Linked DNA regions of Arabidopsis thaliana: region 2 is linked to region 1. Evidence: chromatin contacts called from public ChIA-PET data. All regions are on one chromosome and are shown on one strand. Each heading gives the region's core, a stretch centred on a gene start, on an enhancer-like site or on the middle of the called end of the contact. The rest is flanking DNA. Distances are from core to core; before and after follow the strand shown.

The links. ChIA-PET counts read pairs in DNA pulled down with a chosen protein or histone mark.
Region 2: a contact with region 1 is called in an H3K4me3 ChIA-PET map of shoot, with 13 read pairs. The contact joins the promoter of AILP1 here to the promoter of LUL3 in region 1. A contact is called at or near these places in 15 of 26 Hi-C or Micro-C datasets (callus, cotyledon, leaf and 5 more), 2 of 2 datasets of contacts at active chromatin or transcription factors (seedling and shoot) and 1 of 3 other capture datasets (seedling).

Annotation. Positions count from the first base shown.
Region 1 is chr5:6,376,886-6,380,029 of TAIR10.1, reverse strand. It overlaps LUL3 (RING/U-box superfamily protein), which reads right to left and starts at 1,881. Exons shown (of 3, transcript NM_121913.3): 1 at 1,113-1,881; 2 at 112-610. The coding sequence starts at 1,630. AT5G19070 (SNARE associated Golgi protein family) reads right to left here. Exons shown (of 9, transcript NM_121912.3): 7 at 2,965-3,057; 8 at 2,854-2,884; 9 at 2,363-2,762. The coding sequence ends at 2,560.
Region 2 is chr5:6,421,759-6,424,718 of TAIR10.1, reverse strand. AILP1 (aluminum induced protein with YGL and LRDR motifs) reads right to left here and starts at 1,566. Exons shown (of 5, transcript NM_001036823.1): 1 at 1,119-1,566. The coding sequence starts at 1,321. AT5G19150 (pfkB-like carbohydrate kinase family protein) reads left to right here. Exons shown (of 12, transcript NM_203082.1): 12 at 1,403-1,414.

The DNA of each region.
Region 1 (3,144 bases), core at 632-3,131:
CTTGTTCCATAACTGAAACGCTACCAACGATTTATAGGTTTACCGAGTAAATGAAAAAAATTGCGTTTAGAAGAATTGAAGAAAGCAAAGAGAATTGCTAGAAGTTTGTACCAAATGTCTACAAGGCATGACGGCTGTGTCCTTAGGTTCAGTCAAGCAAATGACACATTCTTTGCCACCAGTATCCTCTAACCCCGATGCAGCAGTACCTTGTGTGATTGAATTATCGATTCCATACAACTCTTGTAGTTCATATCGTTCTCCTTCAATCCATAGAATCTGTTTCATGACTTTCACTTTGAAAGATCCATCATTAGTCTTCTCCAAAACCGCTTGAGTGATCTGCTTATGAACTAATGGTTCCTCTGAAACCGAGCTTGGTGATATTACTGTCTCGGCTGATATTACAAGTGGGTACACCTCTTCTGGTGATGGTTTCGATAGATCATCCAGTGAAAAGAAGCCTAGGTCGATTCCTGTCCCTGGAGCTTGTAGAAACTTCTGCCCGGCACCTTTTTGGAAAGGGACTTTGATTGGTGGGAAAGCTTCTGGTAAATGAGGGACGATTGTGCACTTTGATTCCTCTTCTCCAAAAAATATGATAGTGAAACTGAAAATGAGACAAGTAACATAATGAGACTCCTCGTCAGATAATCTTAATACCTAAACTTGGTATGCAACACAGGAGAGTAATAAGGTTGATTCAGTTGCTAACTAGCTTAGTAGTTCCGAACCATTAAATGAACTACAATAACTCCTAAAATCAATCAGTTATGTAACTGAAGCCTGTATTGTTTGGTTTCTGAACCAATCACATATTCATCACCTAGATCATGTCAAATTTTAACCTTTTTCATCCCAAATTGTGGCAACACATAATTCAGAACTGAAACATGAGTAAAGATGTTTCCTTTTAATCAATCTCGTCCCAGCAAAAACCCTAACTTTCACTGAATAAATGAGTCATATCATGTAAAGTTTGAACCTTTACGATCCAAATTTGAGATTCAGTATAATCTACAAGACCCCTCTACGCTAATTAGCCAATCTCATTCAAATTCTGGTTCTAAAGTCGGAAACTTGACTCAAATTTTGGAGTGAAGAAGTTATACCTGCCATCGAATAAGGCATCGAAGACGAAGGAAACAAGATAATGACCAGGGTTAAGATCGTCAGCTACGAGCCTCACCGTAGCTTTATTCACATTGACATCGTTCTTAACCTTCTTAGCGGTCTGATGCTCCACATAAGGTGCAGGCGGTTCCATAACCGCAACCGGAGTCGGACCGAAATAAACCGGCCTCATCATCGGATTAAACCCATTGTGATGATAACCGGTGAAATACGGAGGAGCTTGTTGCGGGTAGTATTGGTTTTGATGGTAGTTTTGACCGTACGGTCGGTAACTAATCTGCGACGGAGGAGGCTGAGAAGAAGACGGTGGCTGAGCCGGTGGTGGAGGAAGAGAGAGCTGTGGAGTTGAAACGGGGTAATTGTGAGAGTAGCTATACCCGTTTTGAGGCGGCGGTTGTTGTGGTGGAGGATCGGAGTAATAGTACGGCGGATTGTGGTGGGGATGGTGGTGGTTGTTGTTGTTGTCTCGTCGACGCTTGCTTAAGGAGATCCCCATAGCCTCTGAAGAAACGAGACAAGAGAGACAGAGAGACGAAAGTCAGATCAAAAGATTTGTCTTCCGGTGAAGATTATTATTTACATTATTTTTACTTTACGCAGTTACTGCCAGATTTACTGCAATTTTTGTAATAAAAGTCAACGCGTGTAACTTTTTTTTTAATCGGATGTTCCCGAAGACATGACCGTCTAACGAAAGAGACAAGACCGTTTCTTCTTGTTCAAATCTAGAAAACACACATACATGACGTTTTTCGAATAGCATTATTGATAGAGAAAAACTATGAAAAATCAACTAATACCTTATGAATTTCAAACGTGGTGTTTTATAGTTGACCACATATATCAACAAGTTCTTAACTTTGAATATTATGTTAGTAAATTATATTCAGATCATTTATAAAAGTTTACAAGTTTTCATCTTAATTTTGGTTTTCTTCCAATTATGTTATTAAGATGAGATTTTAAATAGTCCAAAATAGTTGAGCCAATATCATAAAAGCTAATTTTGGTTATGAATATACCCATATATTCAATTGATGGGTTCAATTTATGCATAACAGATTCTGTGTATAATAAATATACCTTTAGTCGTATTCAACAATCTTCATTGAATATTGGTTTAGGAGATTTTTAAGATACCTGTAACATTTTTAGGTCATAGATATGTTTAGAATGCTTGTGAATGTCAACAAAATATCTGATTAGCTGGAGCAATTAGAAACTCAAACCAAAATCCATTTAGTTTCTTTTTATTCATCCAATATTTTAAATCTCTGTGAACTAATAATTACATCTCAAAGTTACTAAGAAAAATAACTTTTTAAAAATAATTTTTAATCTATGTTATTATTATACAAACCAAGAAAACTAAGCTTTGTATGTTAAAATAAAGATTATACAAAGTAAGTATTCATCATCTTAATTTTAATGACTATGGTTTACTTGGTCTTGAGGTTGTTGTGCATCTATCTTTATCAAGAGAGGCTCATTTAAATCCGTCGAAGCATCATCAGTAACGGTCAGCTCCGGCAAGGCTGCAACCGCTTCGTTCATGTCTCCTCCGTGCTCTGCTAAAGCTTTTCTTAGAGCGTCCTTCGCCACCTTTGTAACACACACCATTAATATCACTGCAAAGAAACAGATAGAAGAAGGAACTTGTAACATTAGTGATTCTGCCGCAATCGAAGGAACTAGTAACATTAGTTATGCCGAACTAACCGGATATTACAAGGCTCGAAATCAAGAACGCCTGCAGATTGCGGAAAACAGGTCAGAATAGAGATTGAAACAAGAAGCTGAGAATGTAATTAAAATTTGTGTAGATCTTACCCAGCGACCTGGCGAGAACTCGCTCCACTTGTGAGTTACATCAGAAAGGTCTTTTAGAGTTGTTCCAACATACACTAACGCAAGTGTTATTGGCTGCAAATTAACAATGTATCAAGCTGTATTATTTCCATCTTACAATTTAAACATTTTGCAGTCGTTATGAAGTGGTGGATTAGAATA
Region 2 (2,960 bases), core at 317-2,816, 45 kb before region 1:
TTGTAGTTTGGTCATATCCAAAAACCAAAATACATACAGTCCCTATAGTTGTAACCATATAGAAATTTGTAAATGTAATATTTAGCCACGATTTATTGTTTGATTGAGTGATCGGTCATTGTTGTGATTGTTGAAGTTATGTTTTAAAAAATGTTGGTTGGGACTTAATATGGCCAACATACGGAATCTTGGTGTTTGATTGGTTGTGGTTATATTTTATAAATTTGACTGTATAATTTTAATATTGATTATTCTTATGCTAATATTTTCTTTGTGATCGGATTCTAAGTGACATAAGTACATGACCAATTCAGTAATGAGTCATGAGAGGCTTGTGAATCTTTTGGTGACTAACACAACTTCTGAGACGTGTCCTTGTGCCACCACCGTCACCGACAGAGTCAACTACTAAATTTATATTTTGAGGTATCAAAGAAATTTTGGATCTTCAGTCCAAAGTTTGCTAGGTAACAATTAATGTAAATTATCTCTAGTTTATTCACATCATCTCACTCAAATCTTGTTTCCATGAAGATTGAAAGAAATCCTTTTTAACCAATGAGCTAACTTTACTTGGATAAATATTTATCATTTTTAATTTCCAATAAGAATTATCCATACAAATTTGGATCGGTACATTTCAATAAAGCTACCTATGATGTACCTTGTATATGCATATTTCTAAAAAGATATATATGATTTGAGAAAATTTTATTCGGACTTACTCTATAAATTATTGTTTGGGTCCACACACCATAACACAAACATACATCACCCTAAGTTAAGTGGAGTGCTTTGAAGAAAAGAATACCACAATTATGTAATTCGGAATCTAGTAGAAAAATTATCTACAAAATTTAGTATCTAATTAGATAATTTTCACTAATACCCTATCTTCTTAAAACAAATTAGATAAGAAAATCGGACGAAATCAAATGAAATATGGTCCATACATGCAAATATGCAATTGACTTTTATTTGTCAGCGAAATTTAAAGGCTCGACGATGATCTCATCACCGTCCGATCATAGCGAACCGACGGTAGAAACTTTGGGACCATCGTAAAAGGCCAAGTTTTAATAGATATGAACATAAGAAAAATCGCCGGCGAGACTTACCTAGGCCGGAGAGGACTCTCGTTGTGATGGCTGTAAGCAAGCTGAACATAGTCGCCGACTTGTACAGAAACAGCGGATGGATTTTTCTCGACGAACCGGTTTACTAAAGTTGATCCGGTTGTTTTCGGCGACGGAGTTCTGCTTCCGGCAGCCACTAACTCTTCCGGCGGCGATACTATAGCTCCACTGAAAATTCCCAACATTTTCTCTCTCTCCTCCGGTGATAACAATCACTTCCTTAATTTCAAAACGAAAAGAAAAATTAAGCTAACTAAATCTCTGAGCTCTCTTTCTCTGGTAACGATATATCGGACATGGAAGACGAGACAAAGGAGAGAGAGATGTATGATGGTGTTTAAATATAGGAAGGGAAGGAGATGATATGGAGGGTATTTACGTCATTTCGTCTTTGTGAATCTTCTTCTCTCTTGATTCTTCTTCTTATTACACTGAAATTAACGTCGATACGTCATCGTATGGGCAGTGACGCAGCACAAATACGTGGGTCTCACACGGAAGAGATGGAATCATTCTGGAGCGTTAGATTCTAACATTGTGGGACCAATCTTGCCATTTGTGGTCTCTTGTCTTATCCATCCTCCTTTTTAATAATTCTCAAAAATCAAAATGTTTTATTTGAAAAATTATTCTAATTATAATTATTTAAACCGAATCCTAAAATGTATTTATATTTGAAATTTAACGTAACCATTTTTAAGGTAACATCCACTTTTCGTAAAAATGAAAAAGAAAGAATAACATCAACTTTAGTTTATTAACACTCTACAACTTATTGTATTTACTTTTTAACCAATTACTTCGCCCTATTGTAATATTGTTTGCAGTGGCCGAGCTAGTCATTATTTTATTGGGATCAATTTTAACTAATGACTAAAATCTATTTCAAAATAATTTTTATGGAGGTCAATAAGCATATTTTAAACTATTTTTTTATAAATTTTGCTTTTAAAAATACAAATAAATAAATAGTTTTTATAAATTCATAAGGGTCAATTAACCCCCTTGCTATGCATGTATCTCTGCCCCTGATTGTTTACCCTTTATAAGAAAACCAGCAAAAAATCATAACTGAAACTAAATATGTAATTAACAGGTGGGAAACATAACTTGTAGGGTGTGAATAAAGGGTACAGTATATGATTTTTTTCTTTTTGGGGCAAATATGATTTTTTTTTTATCCATTGAAAAATCTATTTATACAAGTTATGATTTTTCTTAATCCATCGATATTTTCTTTGAAAAAAATCTGTCTATTTAAACATAAATAAAACGTTGACAAAAATTTAATTGGTGATAATTTTTTTCGAAAAGAGAAACAAATCTGTCAATTAAATCAAGCGGATGTGTCACCACTTTCTTTCTATTTTCTCATTTAAATCACCAACCATTACTAGAGAAATTATATTTGTCTTAGAGTGTTTTTTTTTTTTTTTTGACAATCGATCTTAAGAGTGTTTCAAAACCAGTATACATATTTGTTTTTCTAGTTTTTTCTAACAAAAGCATACTCTCTAACTATTTGTATAATTATTATCCCATGCTTTAAAATAGTATTATTATAGTTTGAAAAAAATATCATATGTGTTTTTTATGAGCCAATGAACTAGGAGGGAGGGAGAGATTGTGATCTGAAAGCAACTTGAACCTAATTTAAATGGACATTTATCATCAACGATTGGTTTGTAGTATCATCAACTTTATGAATCTTTCTTTTCTTACATAAATTAACTTCATCCAGAGAATAAGATTTGTCAGATAAACAATAAACCTCTTTTAGAAAAATAAAATACAACAGCAACGTGATCCAAATATTTCTGTGTA